Linked DNA regions of Capra hircus: region 2 is linked to region 1. A link is a contact called in public Hi-C data. All regions are on one chromosome and are shown on one strand. The core of a region is the stretch at or near the end of the contact, and the rest is flanking DNA. Distances in the headings are between cores, read along the strand shown.

Region 1 (3,212 bases), core at 268-2,767:
AGATGAAGAGTAACAGGACTCACTCACCCCCAGACAAACAGTTTATTGAAAGACACCCCACTAACAAAATCTGGTTTTATAGCTGTATCTATCAGACTCACCAAGGTAGTCAAGACATCTCCAATGAACCTCAGGAGTTCTTCTTATAGTACCAAAATCTACATTATATGAAGCCTAGGACCTAAATTCTGAAATTAAAAGGACCACCAGCCCAAACTCACACTGACTTCTGGAAATTAAATATTCAGAGGTTCATTTACTGGCAAAACCTAAGCAATCCATCAGACAGGCTCAGAAAGTTCAGTCTCAAGTTGGGAGTGTGGGGGGAGGGGAATGTAGCAGGTGTCCCCTCAGACGCAGGTGCCAAGTTCAATGGCATGGCAGTTTCAGTGCCTGTGGACATGTACCATAGCCTGTGCAGGCCCCAGTTTACAAAACTGTTAGCTCTGCTGCGGCATTCACTTTTACACTTTGGTCAGCATCCCTTGACAATAGGGGAAAAAAATATCAAGGGGTGGGTAGTGGTTTTCATCACACACAGGTGGAAATGGGGGCGAGGTGGGGGAAGGGTGTGTGCACAGCAGGTTAACGTTTGAATAAGCATTCTTCCTACACACAACTTGACCACTCCAAAGCCTTAATGGGGAAAGATCTGCAAAACAGGCACAGCAACTGCATTTATAAAGTATGACTCAAACTCTGACCTTTATAGCTGCCAGATAAGTCGCAAATTCAGGAAAGTGCGTGATATTCTCTCTCCCCATTCTACATCAATCCCTAAAAAGGATTTCAGAGAAGCCTTGTCTGAGTCTGTTTCTGGAAATCAAAAGACCACCCTCTCTGATTAGATTTTACCCTACTTTCAAGTTAGGTTCAGTTCAGTTGCTCAATCGTGTCTGACTCTTTGCACCCCCATGAATCGCAGCACACCAGGCCTCCCTGTCCATCATCAGCTCCCGGAGTTTACCCAAATTCATGTGCATCGAGTCGGTGATGCCATCCAGCCATCTCATCCTCTGTCGTCCCCTTCTCCTCCTGCCCCCAATCCCTCCCAGCATCAGGGTCTTTTCCAGTGTTGCTATTTGTCTCATGTTGCAGGAAGAGAGGGAACAGAGATGAGAAACCTCATTGCAGCACAGCAGGCAGCAGACCATCAGCATCAAGGCTGCACCAGGCCTCCCCCAGTCTCACCGGAGCAGCCAAGATGGCCTAACCTAGAAGAACACCACACACGCAGTCGGATGTACCTGTCACTAAGCCTGGGGAACCACTGCTTTTATAGCAAGCAAGCCTGCTCTTTGTCCAGGAGGAGACAATATCTTGACTCCCAATGTTACCAACTACATAAACAACCTTGAGAAATGGCTGAAGTAACAGACTGGTCAGGTTTTTGTATTCTGGGCACACACAGCCCAGGGTGTGAGCCCAAGAAGACCAGGGAGATCCCTGTGTCCCAGCAGTGACCGCCTCTGTGGCTAGAAAGCCAAGCCTCCTAATTAATAGCCCCACTGGAACCTCATTATGCAAAGGAAAGTAGCAATTCCCAAAAGAGGGCTTGCAGGCATAAACAAACGTGAAAACATAACAGAATCAGATGTGGTCCTACCTTAACCACTGTCCTCTTGCGTGCACACTGCAGATGCCGTCAGGAAATGGGAGTGTCCACTGTTGTATTTCTGCCGTGAGTCTTTCCAGGAAAACCCTCTGTCATGCTCTTTGCTCCTGCTAAGCTGTGGGAATGGCCTTGCTGCTGCCTCCGGGGGCCACAGAGAAGTGAGCGCTACCCCTAGAGTCTCCGAAGGGCTCAAATACAACTTCGGAAGCCACAGGTGTCCACCAGGGAAGAGGGAGCACCGGCCTTTATCCTTGGGTTTCTGACCAAAACAGCATTCCTATCATCCAGAGTCAGACACCTTTCAAAGAGCAACTTTGGCCATTTTACTGCCAATTCTCTCCATCTCCAAATTAAACTCAGAAGCTGTGCGTGGTTGGGGGCCGGATGGAGGGAAAGGGGCTGGACAGAAGGCGTGGGGCAGGGGCCCAGGGCGAGGGAGGGGGCAGAAGTCTTCCTCGGCTCAGCTCCAGGTGGCCACACTCTGCACAGATTGTGAATGGTCTCACCAGGCTTAGCTCATTTGCAGCACTCTGCCCTAAGGAAGTTTCTCTCCTGGGAAATTTCTTAGCCTCTGTGGGCCGCCAATGCAGGAGACGTGGGTTCGATCCCTGGACCAGACGATCCTCTGGAGGAGGAAATGGCAACCCACTCCAGTATTCCCATGGACAGAGGAGGCTGGCAGGCTAAGCCCATGGGGCTGCAAAGAGTCATGACTGAGCGACTGAGAATGCAGGCACACACGCAATGACTCAGGTTGGTACCTTACAGGTTTTGAGAGTTGCCAAAATGTGTCAAGGGTGGACTTTATTTAGGTTCAAATTCAACCATGTTAGTGTATAGAAACAATTTTAATGTTTCAGAACATAATAATCTCTCTTGTTCTGCCTTCCTTTTTGCTTCCCCTCCTTTATCAGCTCTTTATGGCTGAAACCAAAGAGGAAGGGGTAGGGAAGTACTGTCAGACTTGGAAACTGTCAGGACTAGTGGAAACAAACCATTTTGGTTCCTTTCCAAATTAAATTTCCTGTTGGGAAATTTAAACATTTCAGCAAAGATTCCCACAGCCCCCAAGTGATACGCAGCATCTTTGCAGCCCTCTAGCAGTGGAGGCCTCCTCGCTGTTCTTGTTACCTGTGCTGAGGGGCGGGATGCAAGTAGCAGAGAGTGAAGTGGACACTGCTGAGGGTACAGTGTTGGACATGGACTTCAGGTGACCGGTTTCACTCACATTCACTTCTCTGTGTCCTTGTGACCAATGCATTCGATTTCTAAGAGAGCTAGCAAAGATTAAGTACCTATGGAAGAAAGAAAGGCCAAGCATGGCCTCCTGAGCACAATGAATGAGCTATTCTCCAAATTCTAGCCCAGCTCTTGAGCTGGGATGGCACGCCAGTCTACCTTTTGTTACCAACACACAGTGATCGATACTGGCTTCCTAAAACACATATCAGCTTTCCCGCATTTCCATACAGGGTCAGATAATAAGGATTTTAGGCTTTTGGACTCTATGGTCTCTGTGGCAGTTACTCAACTCTGCCACTGGAGTGGGAAAGTGGCCACAGACAATCCATAATCAAGTGAGTGTGGCTGTGTCCCA
Region 2 (3,212 bases), core at 349-2,848, 74 kb after region 1:
CCCTGGGATTTCTTTGGAAGGAATGATGCTAAAGCTGAAGCTCCAGTACTTTGGCCACCTCATGCAAAGAGTTGACTCATTGGAAAAGACTCTGATGCTGGGAGAGATTGGGGGCAGGAGAAGAAGGGGACGACCGAGGATGAGATGGCTGGATGGCATCATGGACTCGATGGACGTGAGTCTGAGTGAACTCTGGGAGTTGGTGATGGACAGGGAGGCCTGGCGTGCTGCGATTGATGGAGTTGCAAAGAGTCGGACACAACTGAGCGACTAAACTAACTAACGAACTAACTAAATAGTCTAAAGTCCCCATGGGCTTGTGAGGTGATGTGGACTGATTATCTGTCTTAATTTCAGACTGAAAAAATGTTTCTGCAGCCCAGGTGACCAGGCTGAGGCCTGAGAGAAGAGCCGAGGGAAGATGCTGAGAGTGAGGCCTCGGGGGGTGGGGGTGGGGGTGGATCTGCCTGAGCCTTGGGGCTCTTCACCCATACTGGTGGGGACAGGAAGGGAAAGGACAGGGGTCCCACTCAGACTCTGGGTAGGAAGGTACTTGGGGGAAGGACAAAGCAGGCACTCTGCAGGACTCAGCAGGTCAGGCCCCCCTTTGCCTGGAAAAGGCCCAGAGTCACTGAGAACCATCTGAGGAGAGTTCTCCAGACCTGGAGCCCTTCATGTCTCACCCCAGGAGCTAGACCTCATTACGGTCTTGGTTTGCATTTTTCTGGATACTGACAAGGTTGGCATCTCCATGTTTACTTACCTCTGTGTCTTTCCTCTTCTGTAAAATGCCCATCATTGTTGCCTGTTTCTCTACTAACTGTTGGTCCCTTTTAGACCCTTTCCACATGGCTTGGAGTACCAGACTTCATATATTCTTGATTTGAATCCTTTGTCACTTATGTGTGCCCATGTTTTCCTGGTTTGTGGCTTATTTTTTGAGTTTCTTTAAAGCACCTGTGGTGGACTGAAGTTCTCAAATTTAAAGTAGTTGAAATTATTCATTTTTAATTTTATGGTTTTTGATTTTGTGTGTGACTACGCCTTCCCCATGAGACCCACTTCCTTTCTCTTCTGGTCGGATATGGCATCCACAGGATGCTGCCACTGTTTGGGGACCTGGCCCGGGTCCCAGGTGGGATGGGCAGGCTCCAAGCATGCCTTGATGCCAGGAGGACTACCAGGTCAGGGCACACTCTTCACAGTGCCAGTGCTGTCAACTGCACAGCAACAGGCACTGGGCACAAACTACTCCTGCCCTTGCGCCAGCCCGACCTCTGCTCTGGGTCAGTACAAAAGGTGCCAGTGAACCCGAGGCTGCAGGAGTCCACGTGGAGGTGAAGGCACCGCATCCGACTGGCGGTTCTCAGCACTGCCAGCAGCACAGAGCTGTCTGCTCACCACATGCCAGGATCTGCCAGGGACCATCTCGCAGCTAATGACAAATTCCTCCTGTCAGGGCCACACAGCAGTGCTTTGTGATGCCGTGGTAGCCTGCATCCTCCCAGGGCAGGGCTCCAGGCCAGGCTGGTCGGCCCAGGCCACCGTGGACAATGGAGCTACAGTGGAGTCTGGGCGAGCAGAGTGGTCAGTGTGAGGAACGGCAACAGCAGGCAACGTCTGGCAGCGGCCAAGTCCACACACGCCTCCCAGGGTGGCTGGGAGGGCAGGGCGTGTCTCAGCAGCCACCTGGGCAACTTGAACCTGGTCAGGTTTGGCCAGCACCCAGGCAGGGTCCGCAGACGCCACAACATGGTTTTCCTGTTCTCAGTCTCCCACGTTCTCCAGGAGGCTCTTGATAAATAATGAGTCACTCTGGTCCCTGGGCCTGTGTCTGGAGGACATGCTTAGGCAGTGAAGTGGAGAGAAGCTGATAGAACCGTGAAAGGAACCCCAATCCTCAGCTTGCCTTTCTGTTCCAGGTTTGGTTGGAATGGTCCCTAGGGAACTGCCCACCTGCAGGTCTAACCATCCGAGGTTGATGCTTGGGTTTTCTGAAGCCCAGCTCTCAGGCAAGAAGGGGGACATCTGGTTTTGAGAAGGGATACCAGTAAATGTGGTATTTAAATTGGTGTTTTAAAACACCAATAGCAAATACAGTGGTATCAGGAGATTTTTTTTTTTTTTAAGCAAGATGCTTAAATGAAAATTTGCATCTTCCCAGTCAGAAGAGCGAGCCTTGGTCTCTGTGGTTCCACCTGAGTGGTCCCACGGCTTGAGTCTCATTTCTGCCTCCACGCTCTGCCTGCTGCCTGCCACAACTTCCTGCCCAAGCATCCATCCCTTGGCCACCCCTGGTCATCACACTTTCACACCCGGTTTCCCTTCTCTTTCCATGGACTATGATTCCAACAGTTTCTGTATAAAGATTTACATTTAGCTCAAAATATTTGACAGACAACCTCCCATTATAATAGATTCATATGGAATCCAGTATATATTAGTATTAGGCTAATTACATATTAGACTTGTAAGATATATACAGAGAGAACATCCAGTAGGTGAGAAGCTCTGTAATGATCAAAGCGACGATGAATTCAGTAACCACATTACGTGATAGTTTATTTATCCAATGAACATGTAGGCTCTTCTGAAAATCAGCAGTGCATAGGGTGTGCACGCTTTATTGTTTACTCGGGAAAAGCAGTGGAGAGTCTGCAGACCCCTCACAAAAGCTCTAGTTTCTTGAAGGAGACCCCATATCCTCAAGCCTGGGCATTCTCTTGAGTCCTCCACTAACAGAGAACAGGGCTTATAGACCCAGGTCTGGATCCAGCGCATGTGTAGCTAAGTTGCTTCAGTTGTGTCCTACTCTTTGCGACCCTATGGACTGTAGCCTGCCATGGGATTCTCCAGGCAAGCATACTGGAGTGGGTTGCTGTGCCCTCCTCCAGGGGATCTTCCTGACAAAGGGATCGAACCCTCAGTTCTTATGTCTCCTGTATTGGCAGGCGGGTCCTTTACCACAAGAGCCACTGGATCCAGGGTACCCGGTAAAGTGTGGATCTGGCCCAGGCTGTCTGAGCCCCAGCAAATTCTCATCAAGTCTGAACCTGGAAGGACGACTGGTTGGAATCAGAGGTTCGTTACCCTTTTGGGTGATAGACCCCTTGGAATTTTCCCTGAGAAGTGCTTTTTGCAATTCAAGAAATTCTCAGAATCCTGGAGTCCCTCCATAGGTATCATGGACCCTATGTGGCAACTGGATTGGG

Evidence for each region. Hi-C and Micro-C count contacts between places; a contact is called where the count stands out from the background.
Region 2: a Hi-C map of blood shows a contact between it and region 1, with 4 times the contacts expected there. The contact joins two enhancer-like sites. A contact is called at or near these places in 4 of 5 Hi-C or Micro-C datasets (blood and liver).

The regions. Positions count from the first base shown.
Region 1 is chr4:73,096,449-73,099,660 of ARS1.2, forward strand. No RefSeq gene overlaps it. Among named protein-coding and RNA genes, the nearest start is that of SYPL1, 20 kb to the right of the region's middle. Within about 2 kb of position 1,518, at least 1 of the 5 cell types and tissues checked has an H3K27ac peak or open chromatin away from gene starts, as enhancers often do.
Region 2 is chr4:73,170,738-73,173,949 of ARS1.2, forward strand. No RefSeq gene overlaps it. Among named protein-coding and RNA genes, the nearest start is that of SYPL1, 55 kb to the left of the region's middle. Within about 2 kb of position 1,599, at least 5 of the 5 cell types and tissues checked have an H3K27ac peak or open chromatin away from gene starts, as enhancers often do.